Linked DNA regions of Pan troglodytes: region 2 is linked to region 1. Evidence: chromatin contacts called from public Hi-C data. All regions are on one chromosome and are shown on one strand. The core of a region is the stretch at or near the end of the contact, and the rest is flanking DNA. Distances in the headings are between cores, read along the strand shown.

What was found. A called contact is a pair of places that touch in the nucleus more often than the background predicts.
Region 2: a Hi-C map of stem cell-derived neural progenitor cells shows a contact between it and region 1, with 6 times the contacts expected there. The contact joins two enhancer-like sites. A contact is called at or near these places in 2 of 7 Hi-C or Micro-C datasets (induced pluripotent stem cells and stem cell-derived neural progenitor cells).

Annotation. Positions count from the first base shown.
Region 1 is chr22:33,634,929-33,641,247 of NHGRI_mPanTro3-v2.0_pri, reverse strand. All of the region lies in intron 5 of LOC100609577 (putative uncharacterized protein C21orf62-AS1), which reads right to left. Among named protein-coding and RNA genes, the nearest start is that of OLIG2, 91 kb to the left of the region's middle. Within about 2 kb of position 4,042, at least 3 of the 24 cell types and tissues checked have an H3K27ac peak or open chromatin away from gene starts, as enhancers often do. A contact at or near this core is called in stem cell-derived neural progenitor cells, where this site is marked.
Region 2 is chr22:33,829,776-33,836,338 of NHGRI_mPanTro3-v2.0_pri, reverse strand. No RefSeq gene overlaps it. Among named protein-coding and RNA genes, the nearest start is that of OLIG1, 59 kb to the right of the region's middle. Within about 2 kb of position 4,973, at least 7 of the 24 cell types and tissues checked have an H3K27ac peak or open chromatin away from gene starts, as enhancers often do. A contact at or near this core is called in stem cell-derived neural progenitor cells, where this site is marked.

The DNA.
Region 1 (6,319 bases), core at 2,793-5,292:
GGCTGAGGAGGCCTCAGGAAATTTACAATCATGGCGGAAGGGGAAGCAAACACATCCTTCTTCACACGGCAGCAGCAAGGAGAAGTGCCGAGCAAGGGGGGAAACGCCCCTTATAAAACCATCAGATCTCGGGAGAACTCACTACCGCGAGAACAGCATGAGGGTTACAGCCCCCATGATTCAATTACCTCCCACCTGGTCCATCCCATGACAGATGGGGATTATGAGAACTACAATTTAAGATGAGATAGGGTGGGGACACAGCCAAACCATATCAGGAGGCTTTTCAAAGGAAACCTGGCTATCAATCATTTAGGGAGGGTCTCCACCTGCCAACTGAGAGTTGCAGAAGCAGAGCCCTGGGGAGAGGAGCTGGCAGGTAAATGCATGGATGTGAGTCACACAGGAGGCCTCATTTCCAGCCCCAACAATTGTTTGTGACCTGGGCAAATGGCTTAGCCTTTTGCACCTACGTCTGTTAATCTGTGAAATGATGATAATTCCTGCCGCGTGGACAACACAAGCAGGGGTTTAGCACCATGCCTGGCACACAGTAAGCTCCCAGTAAGTGGCCGCCACCGCACTTTCCTGATGCCACCATTATTCACAACCATCATCTTCAGTGATCACAGAAGATAGTCCCAGTGACGCAGAGAAGACAGCGAGGCCATGTGTTCACCAAGCTCAAGGAAGCAGCTGGTGAAGGGTCACAAATGCGGCTTCAAATGGTGGAAATGGACTCTGTCACTAACTGGTTCTTCCCCTTATGTGACTTTGATTGAGTCCTCTAGCCTCTCTAGAGGTGAAATATGGAGGGAAATGAATCAAACATTGAAATACTCAGCCTATAGGGTGATTTTGAAAATTTAATAGGAAAATATATGAAAGAGCATTCTGGAACATAGTAAAGGCTCTGCAAATAACATTTGAATATAAATAGTGATTTTGTTCACAACCGTAAAGGTAGCATTAAACATATATATATATATATATATATGTTTGACACATATCTTGGAGGTTTCACCACAGATTGGAATAATGTGTTCTGTTAATTGGGCCAGTGGTATCATAATAAATTAGCATTAGATTAACTGAAAATATAAAAACAGATTAGCAGAGGTTGCAGTGAGCCAAGATTGCGGCACTGCATTCCAGCCTGGGCGACACAGCGAGACTCCATCTCAAAAAAAAAAAAAAGAAAGAAAGTACTTCTGACTTCTGCCTTGCTCCCTCTTGGATCACCATCTAAGAGGGAAGCCAGCTGCCATGTTGTGAGGCCATTCAAGCAGGCTGTGAACAGCCCATGAGGGAGGAATTGAGGTTTCCCACCAACAATTAGCACCAACTTGCCAGGTGTGTGAGTGTGCCTCCTTGGAAGCAGACCCTGCAGCCCCAGTCTAGCTTTCAGAAGACTACAGCCCCAGGTGACACATGACAGGAACCTCAAGAGGGACCCTGAGCCAGAACCACCCAGCTAAGCTTCTCCTGAATCCGTGACCCATGGAACTGGGAGATAAAATAAGGTTTGTTGTTGTTGTTGTTTTGAGACAGAGTCTCACTCTGTCACCAGGCTGGAGTGCAGTGGCCAATCTCTGCTCACTGCAACCTCCACTTTCTGGGTTTAAATGACTCTCCTGCCTCAGCCTCCTGAGTAACTGGGATTACAAGGATGTGCCATCACGTTTGACTAATTTTTGTATTTTTAGTAGAAACGGGGTTTCACCATGTTGGCCAGGATAGTCTCGATCTCCCGACCTTGTGATCCACCCGCCTTGGCCTCCCAAAGTGCTAGGATTACAGGTGTGAGCCACTGCGCCCAGCCGGTTTGTTGTTGTTTTAAGCCCATAAGTTTTAGGGTGTTTAATTACACAGCAATGGATAACTAATATGGGGAGGTCTAAACCTATAAGGCAGGTAGGACAGAGTTCCCAATGAGGAAATATCCCTTGTAGCTATAATCGGAACCTGATGTTGCCCTTTCTAATCTAAAAGACTTCAGCAGAGCAGAATTCCTTCACCCTGACACTGTGGGGTTTATTTTGTCAGTGCCCTAAGAAACAAGCCAGTTTTCTGAATTCTAAGCATGTAATCAGCCAACTGGGCTGAAGAAGCTGGGCCCCAAGCCGCTCTCACCTGGAGGGCTGGGGCCTATGACCTAATAATTACGCTGATGCACCTGAAAACATACTGTGAGGGTTGTAGCAAACATGTCCTACATCCCCACTGAAGTTCTTCAACTGAGGACAGCATTAAACTGCAGCATGAGACCCTTTAAGGAAGGCCTGTCTGCTGCCTGGCTGGTTGGAGACATGGATCAGTTACTGGGGCTGTGGTGGAGCCATCTATGGAATGGGGGGCACCCGAAGCTGCAGGAAGCTTCTGTTAAAGATCAGCAGAGGTTGCCTTGGGTTCTTGATGTCCCTCTGCATACTACAGGTCATGCCAGTTACCTAGGGGACAGAAATACTGAGGAGCTGCCTGTGAATTTCTTTTAAATAAATGGTCCTTCCCATATGAAAATTATCCTCACTGGGAAACTATACCCTTTGAATGCTTTCTCTCCTAAATTGGTTCTCAAACGACTATGCATTAGACTCACCCAGAGAATCTACCGAAAATGCAGATTTCAGGAGTCCATTCCCAGCAGCTCTTAGCTAGGCCCAAAAAGATGGCTCTTGTTTTCTAGCTGCTCCCAAGATTTTAATTTGCAAACAGGTTTGAGAACCACTTGTCAGTCAATTTATGTGACAAATCCATTTCAAGTCCCCAGTCAAACATCATGCTGTGGAAGCCCCCAGACAGGCCTGCCCACATTACAGCAGTACGGTGGGAGACATTGGCCTAACAGCCCCCTTACTAAAAGCATCATAAAGCCTAGGTGTTAACTCTTGCCCAGGGAGTGTTAGAATTCTGTCCCCCGGCTCCCTTCTTCAGGCAGTTAATGAGGGGGTTAAACATAAGAGTTTTGGAATCAGACAAATCAGACCTGGGCCCGTGATACTCAAGAGCTACACACCGGCCAGGCGCGGTGGCTCATTCCTATAATCCCAGCTCTTTGGGAGGCCGAGGTGGGCGGATCACCTGAGGTTGGGAGTTCTAGGCCAGCCTGACCAACATGGTGAAACCCCGTCTCTACTAAAAAAAAAAAAAATACAAAATTAGCCAGGCAAGGTGGCACATGCCTGTTATCCCAGCTACTCGGGAGGCTGAGGCAGGGGAATCGCTTGAACCCGGGAGGCAGAGGTTGCGGTGAGCTGAGATTGCACAATTACACTCCAGCCTGGGCAACAAGAGCAAAACTCCATCTCAAAAAAAAAAAAAAAAATGCTATATACCATTGGGTCAGTTACCTCACTTGGCTAAGCCTTGGTTTACCCATCTGTAAAATGGAGGTTGGATGATTTTGTTAAGGCTGTCATAACAAAATACCACGGACTGGGTGGCTTCAACAGCAGATTTTATTTTCTCACAATTCTGGAGGCTAGAAAACCTGAGACGAAGGTGTCAGCAGGGCTGGTTTCTTCCAAGGCCTCTAACCTTGGGTGTAGACAGCCACCTTCTTGCGCTGTCACATGGACTCCCTCTGTGTATGCGTGTGTCCTAATTTTTTTTCTCATAATGACACCAATCATATTGGATTAGGGTCCCCTCATATGACCTCATTTTAACTTAATTGCCTCTTTAAAAACCATATCTCCTGTTATGGTTACAATCCTAGGTAATGGGGAATTAGGGCTTCAACATATGAATTTTGGGAGTACAATTCAGCCCAGAACAGAGGTAATATGGTCATGATTAAATAAGATAAGGCGCCTGAAGCCGAGGCTGTTGGACGCTCTCAGAAGATGTAAACTCCTGTTTCCACGCCTACCAGTTTTGGTGGCACTATGTAAAAAAATCACCTTCAAGAAGTGGGTGGCACACAGGAAAACTGGCTTTGCTTTCAGGCAATAATCTCCTTAAAACAACTGGTCTGCCCCCACCCCTACCCCCGCGACTGGTGCAAATCAACCCTAAGCGCTGGAATCTGAGCAGCTGCAGCCACACAGGCCTGTTTCCTGAGGAGGCCTTTGCCGGAGGCTGCGTGGAATCCGAGCTTAACACTTGAGACTGGGCTTCTTTTCACCGGCGCTGAGGGCTCAAGCACTTTGTTGCGTCTAATCCTTTTTCAGAAGAAGGAGAAAGGCATTTTAATGCGGCCACAAAATCCTCAATTTGGGCTTGCAAAGGGCCCTGGTGGATTTTCACACTTGGCCTGGTCTCCCTGCAAGGTACCAGAAACAAGGCCAGCGACCCACACATGGGACTATCTGATGGTGCAAGGAACAGGGGACCATGGGCCCCTAGAGCCTGAGGATGCACTCCACATGGACTGGATTTTGGCTTCTTGGGTGTGGTCTCCTGTGAAAGTCCACTGCAAGATGATGTCCCCTCTCTGCACCACGAGGGAGCCCAGCACTCTCAAAACACATTGCTAAAGAGGCTGGGGCAAAGGAACTCATCTCTGAACTTCCTTGTTACTCATTAGGGTGCTAAGGTGAAAGGAAGTGGGTTTTGTCTTTTTTTTTTTTGAGACAGAGTCTCACTCTCGCTCAGGCTGGAGTGCAGTGGTGTGATCTCGGCTCACTGCAACCTCTACCTCCTGGGATCAGGTGATTCTCCTGCCTCAGCCTCTCAAGTAGCTGGGACTACAGGAACCCACCACCACGCCTGGCTAATTTTTGCATTTTTGGTAGAGATGGGGTTTCACCATGTTGGCCAGGCTGGTCTTGAACTCCTGACCTCAAGTGATCTGCCTGCCTTGGCCTCCCAAAGTGCTGGGATTACAGGCATGAGCCACCATGCCCGGCCAGGAAGTGGGTTTTTGGGAGCCCTCAAAGCAGGCAAATGTGAAGTGCCACAACCACAAACGCTGACCAAGCCCCTGGTGGCCTTGAGACCTTGGGGTGAATGTACAGTGCCCTCTTGTCCACAGCTGTGCTTTGGGGCCCACAGTCTGCTGTAAAAGGATGCTGGCTTATAAGAGATGAGGGTAGGCAGGGAGCAACCTGGATGTGAGTTTGGAGATCTGGGCAAGGAACTTTTCATCTCTGGGTCTCTGGTTCTTCACTTGGTTACATCAATTACCTACAATATTCTAGCTCTAATATTTATGATTACTGAATTGTATCCACATCTAGACTAACTAGACGTGATGCTTCTGGTTCAGCCCAGCTAGCAATCAAGCATTGGATCAGAAAGGTGACATCTACTTTTGAAAAGGGAAAGACATTGAGAGAGAGAAAAAGAGAGAGAGACAGAAAAGCAACATGTTATCTCAGCAAACCAAGCTCAGGGACCTATAATTCTGTATGGAATTATGGACATCTATAATTTTCCCTGATTTCTCTGGGGGAATAGCCCGGCACAGATCCATGGAACCTGCCCTGTTGTTGTTGTTGTTGTTGTTTTCCCGTGGGTCTCGGGTAAGGTCCAGGCAACTGTATTTTGCATACTCCAAGTAATTTAAAAGCTTGCCAAATTATGAAGGTCTCTGTTTTAAACCATTTGCCTCTTGCCTAACCAGACTTTCTGGTCTTGCCTTGTTCCAGATTTTTGGCATCCTAATCTGAACAAAATCATCTAATCTGAATAAAATCACTACCCACATTTACGAAGTGGCCCAAACTATCCTTCATCTAGATTCTACCATTAACAGAAGCCTCACCAAGGTATAGAAAGATTAAGACAGTGGCCCAGGGAGCCATTTATATTCCCAAAGTTATCTGAATCTTAGCAGAATGGGCAAGAGGCCTTGCTTGATGGGATTCCTGGGCCTGGCTCTGCTTTGAATTTTGGCCTCAAACATTGCAGAAGCTCTCTTTGCCTCTCAAGATATGAAATATCCAAATGGGCAAAGTCTAGCATGAAGATGAAGCTTGGTCTTCAGCCCCATGACAGACACTACCAGGAAACTAGACTGCAAACCCCAAGGCCCAAGACTTCCTCTACCTGGGGGTATTGGGTGTGGAATTGGCACTCAACGCCTTCCTGGTGGCAAGTGTTGCTTGATGAAACCAAAGTGTCCTCCAGGTTTCCTCTTGCTCGTTAGGAACCAGCCTGCACAGCAGGAGCTGAGCAGCAGGCAAGCGAGCCAAGCTTCATCTGTATTTACAGCTGCTCCCCATCACTCGCATTACTGCCTCAGCTCCACCTTCTGTCAGATCAGAGGCAGCATTAGATTCTCATAGAAGCATGAACCCTATTGTGAACTGCGCATGTGAGGGATCTAGATTGCTGCTATTTATGAGAATCTAATGCATGATGACCTGTCACTGTC
Region 2 (6,563 bases), core at 3,724-6,223, 190 kb before region 1:
CAAAGTTATTGTAAGATTCAACCAGACCTGCATCCTGTGAGCTGTGGCACATTCTCTGTGGGTGGCATTGGAGCAGGTGGGCAAGAGGGAAGCGTGGCTTTGACTTGGGCTTTGCCTTTGACTGGGGAGCTGACTGCAGCCTCCATCTGGGTATGGCCTCTGGACCACATGCTGTTCTCCTGCCTTTCCCACCCCTCTCCCCGGCGACAATATGCTAACTGGTGTCCTTCTCTACAGGATCCCGCTTCCTGCCAGGTGACAGCAAGATAATCCAGCCACACACTCCTTGCTAATGGGGATTAGGGTGCTAATGGATTCTCCCTCTAGGTTAACATATGCACTTTTACAGAGGGGCCTTCTGGAGATGATGCTGATGCCAGAGAAATGACTCTAATGGGCCAAGTTTGGACGCAGTGGGAGGGACCCTTGCAATGGGCCACCATGTGCTGTCAGTCAACCCCATTCGCCTCTACATAAAAAGCCTGCCAAACTCTTCTGATGAAGCCACCCCTTCACTCCATTCTCTGTCATATCAATGAAGAAAGTTTTCCTTGGAGGAGAAACAATGTATCTCTTAGTCCATTAATCAGTTAATCTGTTATTTACTGACCACTTTGTAAAACCATAATGATAATCATCATTTATTAAGCACCTACTACACACCAAACTTCGTACTTAGTGTTTTATGTATTTCACTTCATCTGGTTTTCACAACCATCACCTCCCCACCTTACAGATGAGCAGACAAGCTTTTTGATTTTTAAAAAATTATGATAAAATACATGTAACATAAAATTTACCATCTTTCTTTATTTTTTATTTTTTTTATTTGAGACCAAGTCTCACTCTGTCACCCAGGCTGGAGTGCAGTGGCACAATCTCAGCTCACTGCAACCTCCGACTCCCTAGTTCAAGTGATTCTCCTGCCTCAGGGTCCCGAGTAGCTGGGATTACACGTGCACACCACCATGCCCAGCTAATTTTTGTATTTTTAGTAGGGATGGGGTTTCACCATGTTGACCAGGATGGTCTCGATCTCCTGACCTTGTGAGCCGCCAGCCTTGGCCTCCCAAAGTGCTGGGATTACAGGCATGAGCCACCATACCCAGCCCACAACCTCGGCTCACCGCAACCTCTGCCTCCCGGGTTCAAGTGGTTCTCCTGCCTCAGCCTCCCGAGTAGCTGGGATTACAGGCATGTGCTACCACGCCCTGCTAATTTTGCATTTTTAGTAGAGACGGGGTGTCTGTAGATTCTGAATGCATAGAAAACAACATTATGATTATTATTTTACAGACTGGAGATGGCTTTAATAATATTAAATATATTTAACTGTTTCTGGACCTTATGAACATCATGTATATTAAGGTCGATGAGGGAACCAGGTTTCTCATCGATGAAGAAGGGAGTTACACATGTGGAAGGGAAAAATCCTAGAATAAGCCCTTTGGTGTTGGACTGGAATTGGAAGTGTCAGTGTAAACTCGTATATAAATGTAGCCTAGTTCCGTTCACTGGGAGGGCCTGGGAACAGTTCCACCCAGGAGCAGACAATACATCAGTGCTCAGATCTTGGTTCCTAAAGTCCCCACTTAAAGGAACCCAAACTCCTTGGAGAAATGGCCAATTCCAAGGCTGGATGAGGAGTCAGGGAAAGTACAAGATGAAGCTAGAACGTCTTGTGCCAGGAAGTAAAGAAGGGCTCAAAGAATTATAGGCACATGTCCAGAGAACCCAGAAGCCAGAGTGAAGGAGCTCCTACCGGCCAGACCTGGGATAATTGAGGCATAAAAATGAATAACAATAGGAGCAGAGTATCACCTGATAAGTAAAATAAGTACGCTTGAGTTCCTACCGATATAAACAAACAGATGAATGTATAAGTGGAAAAAGCAGAATTCTAACTAATATGGCGGGGCACCGTGGCTCACAACTGAATCCCAACACTTTGGGAGGCTGAGGTGGGAGGGTTGCTTGAGCCCAGGAGTTTGAGACCAGGCTGGGCAACATAGTGAGACCCTATCTCTACACAAAAATTACTAATTCCAACTAATAAATATAGGGAAAGTGATGGAATTAGAAAATCATTCATTGGCAACCATCATAATCATCCAACCAAGAAACACTGATGGATATTAAAAACAGTGAGTGAAGTCTGATGAGGAATGGGATATTTGCAAAGGCTCACGTACCTCCCCACAAGATCCTTGTATGTTACAAAGGGGGAAAAAAGTAACTTTACAGTGGAGGCACATGGAAAACATCACCTTCATTATTTCATTTACATGTAAGTCACCAGGACTGGGGTAAATTAAAATCGTGTGCCACTTGGCCAGATACAAGATGAACCCAGCATCACTTCTATGATGATGTTTCTGCCAAAGACATCCCTGACCCTCATAATAAGGCATCACCTGAAAAACCTACACTAAGGAACATCTATGGAATAATTGGCCTATAATTGTCAAAAGTGTCAAGGTCATGAGAGATAGAAACTGTTCTAGATTGAAGGAGACTAAAGAGATGGGATAACTCTGTGTGATGAGCAATCCTGGATTGGGTCCCTTGCCTATAAAAGTTTAGTGAGATTGAAACAACTAGAGAAGTGTGGATGGCATTTGAGAATGAGATGATAGTATGTACCGATGTTAATTTCTTCATTTTGGTGGTTGTATTTAGATCATGAAAGTGGGTGACTTTCACAATCATAGGAGATACACATTAAAGTATTTTAGGGTGATGGGCATCATGTCAGCAACTTATTACTCAAGTGAATTAGGAAAAACAGGTCTTTGCATTATTCTTGCAACATTTCTAAAATTTTAAAATTATTTAGAAATCAAAAGGGAGGCCGGGCATGGTGGCTTACACTTGTAATCCCAGCACTTTGGGAGGCTGAGGCGGGCAGATCATGAGGTCAAGAGATAGAGACGAGCCTGGCCAACATGGTGAAACCCCGTCTCTACTAAAAATACAAAAATTAGCTGGGCGTGGTGGGATGTGCCTGTAGTCCCAGCTACTCAGGAGGCTAAGGCAGGAGAATCTCTTGAACCTGGGAGGCAGAGGTTGCAGTGAGCCGAGATCACGCCACTGCACTCCAGCCCGGGCGACAGAGTGAGACTCCATCTCAAAAAAAAAAAAAAAAAAAAATAATAATAATAATAATAATAAAATAAATAAGAAAAATAAAAAAGAAAAAGGGAAATTATTTTGTAAAAATCTATAAGTTAACATGTAACATCAGAATCTGGGCCCAATAATGAATGGGTCAAGCAAAGGCATATCCCCTGGGGAATGTGATGACCCTGAGTGCTCCAGGCTGGCACTGAAGGGCAGTCCTCCCTTGCTTTATTTCCAAGTGTCAGGCATGTTTTTATAACAAGGGTAGAGTTGTCTCTTCTTTTCACATGGATGACCAGATGGTGCTCCCCGAGAGTCGAGAGCTGAGGTTATGTCCATACCTACTGGGGTAGCGGGAACAAGTTGCCTAGAAAAGCCACTGAGAGATCTCTATCTACCTGCAGACTCTGTGTATAGTGAAGACTCGGTATGTCCCCCAAAGTTGAAGAAAAGGCAATGGGTATATTCTGTGGGGTGCAATGTGTCTTACTAGGCAATAGCAACACTGATTATGAACAATAGCTCCCACCTCACCCAGGACACTCGACTCACTGCCATGGGGATTCTACATTTGTTTGGAGAAGTAGAGGTGCAGCTGGAAGAAGAGGAAGTGGGAGCATTATAAAGAGGGTTATAAAAGGTTTTTTGAGCAAGGCAGAGGAAATGAGACTTGATGGAGCAGGCACGGAAAGTCATTGCTGATTCCTGAATAGGGTTCAATATATTGACAATGGCATTGAAAGGGATTAAGAAGCCTGACCCTCAGCAGTCTGCTAAGCTAACCCTTATTTTCCAAGGGAGAGGGGGTGGGCATTGTCAAATTCTCTTGATTAAACAAGTTGATTCAGAATGAATGAATTAACACATTTTGGTTGTTGTGAGAATTAAATGAATGAACACATGGAAAATCAGCACAGTGCTGAGAACAATACATGTTAGACACAAAAACACATGGGAAGCCCCCAAACTAGAGCTGGGCATATAAGAAGCCACTTCCCAAACGTGCCGAAAAACTCTACCCAACCCAAAACCCAAGCATCTAAAGATACGGCATTGGCCACTTTCTCCACCATCACTAGTGCTGTGGCCTCTTTATTTGCAATGGTGCTTTCTCTCCAAGGAATTCCAAGGTTCTTACAAACTTTAAATTACCCAGGGGAAATGAATCCTCACAAGCAAGAAAGCAAAATAAAGTGCCTCAACCAAAATAAACTCCCTCCACCTCTCTGTCTCCCTCTGCGCCCACCCCCTCACCTAAAATAACCCAGGTCAACTCTGCTCGCCTGCTCTGTCACCGCCCGTGCCAGCCTTGGCTTCACTCCTGTCATCAGCTGACCCAAGATGATTGCTAATGAACTCTGTGCCCTCTCATCAGCAGGGTTTCTTTGGAGAAGTCCAGAAAGGTGCTTGAAAAAGGCCAGTGCCTCTTTGTTATTTTAATGACCGCTCTGTGACTTCAACCACTTAGAATCCAAATCCATCCTGTTTGCAGGGAACAGGATTCTCCTGTCGCAATGTCTGATCTTGATGAAGGCTTCTCGAAGCTTTGGATCTGCTAAGATCACACACAGTATTGGTGGTTATTGGTTTCTTGGGAGAAGCAGCTCCCCTGATGATAAAACTCCCACAGAGAGACCTGACTTCGCCAAGACCAAGTTCAAGACAGAGGGATGGCCGTGAGACTTGAGCTGGGATTGCAACAGCTGCTCTCGATAGTGTGTTCAAAATTCTATAACTGGAGATGGATGATACAGATATGTCCATTTCCAGGTTGCCAGCGGTTATCTGAGAAACCCCAGTACCCTCTGGGTTTGCAACTCTCTGGCCAGTAAGGGGCGCTGTTGATTGAGGGACTGTGGCTGGAAGCTACGAGGGGGAAAAGAAGTGACCAGCAGATGTGGTCTGTGTTCCTGGTTCCTTAGAGACTTCCCTCTTCGGAGGACGATCTGATTAGAGCTGGAAAACTCAAACAAGCGGCTTCAACCCCAGCAGCCTCACTCTGCTATGTACTCTCGGAACAGAAACCGATCCCCACGGCTGTCTTTTCTCCGGACTGTGCAGAGGGCTCCAGGCCACCACAAGAGGCATCACTGTGATTGGTCCAGGCTGCAAACTGCTGCGTGCTTGTCCCATTTTCCTTCACTATTTCGTGTTTATTTATCTCTGACAACGATCGTGGCTGCATCTGATCCTTTCTTGCGGCCACTGTCACTACTCCCCCATACTGAAATCTACCAGGCACTTGGTTTGATAGACTACTAAAATAGTTAACGAAAGTCCTCAAATTTTGTGTGTTGGGGAGGCAGGAGACAGAAAAAACAGAGAAAGAAAATAATCTGAAGATATTGCATTCCATATTTATCCTGCGTGTTGATGGGACCTATATTTGTAATTGCGTAATGTATACATATATATATACATATATATATATATATATATATAACATATATCCACACACACACACACAAAAACCAAAAAACAAAAAAAACCTCTCCCAGGCCCCATTTTGCTGGAGTTTTAAAGACAAAGTGCCTCTGTGCTAAGACAGGAGCTGGGAGGCACTGTGCCCAAAGGCAGGAGGTTCATTCCTGTGTCGAGCTCTTTCCCTGCAAGCGAGGCCTGTGTTCGTGGGAGGGCACTTAGAGACACCCTCAAGAAAGGGCTATAGAAGTGCAAATTATTAATAGACATTATTCCAGTGATGCTCACTTAAAACCTCATTGGCAGCAGATGAAACAGTGGAGGCCTCTTGCCATTTGCTCGGATTTCTCCTGCTGTTCTCCCTCGAACGAGGACTGCAGCAAACATGAGATGTTTGAAAACTCAGCATATCTGCATTTTTTCTGGTTTTACGGGTCAAGGGAGGGAACCCTGGTTTTGAGGGAAAGGTGCATTTTCTTGAGTTGGCGGTGAACAAGTTAAATGAATACTGTCCCCCCTTCTTTTTTTGAGGTTATATTTAAAGATAAAAGTGTCCCTATTAACATGCAGATTTGGATATCCATTTGCAAAGAACAGAGTTATTTCAGATGCTGTATGGGAATCCTTTTTGTGCTTGTATCTTTGGGGGCGGAAAGTCCAGCTGCCTCTTCTAAGATTGCCCATAACTCTTCAGATGTCAACAAATCATTGAAAGGTGTCAGAATGGGGGAAATGAAAGATAATTATTCCAGCCGTGGAGAGCTACTTTGAAAGTGAATAGAATCTGTCAGATCGTCTTTTGAAAACGGCAGTTGGCTGCTTGTCTTGGCCATATTAAATGGATATATCTGGAGCCCAGTGAGGTTGTTTGAGATGGCGGTAATCAGCTTAAGTTGGTTTTGGTGGAGAAAAAAAAAGCACTAGAAACGGGGCAATTACTGAGTTGGCGTGGAACAGACGCCCTGATATGGTGATGCCGGGGATTTCTATTCAGTTCTTAAAAAAATGGAATCTTACATTCT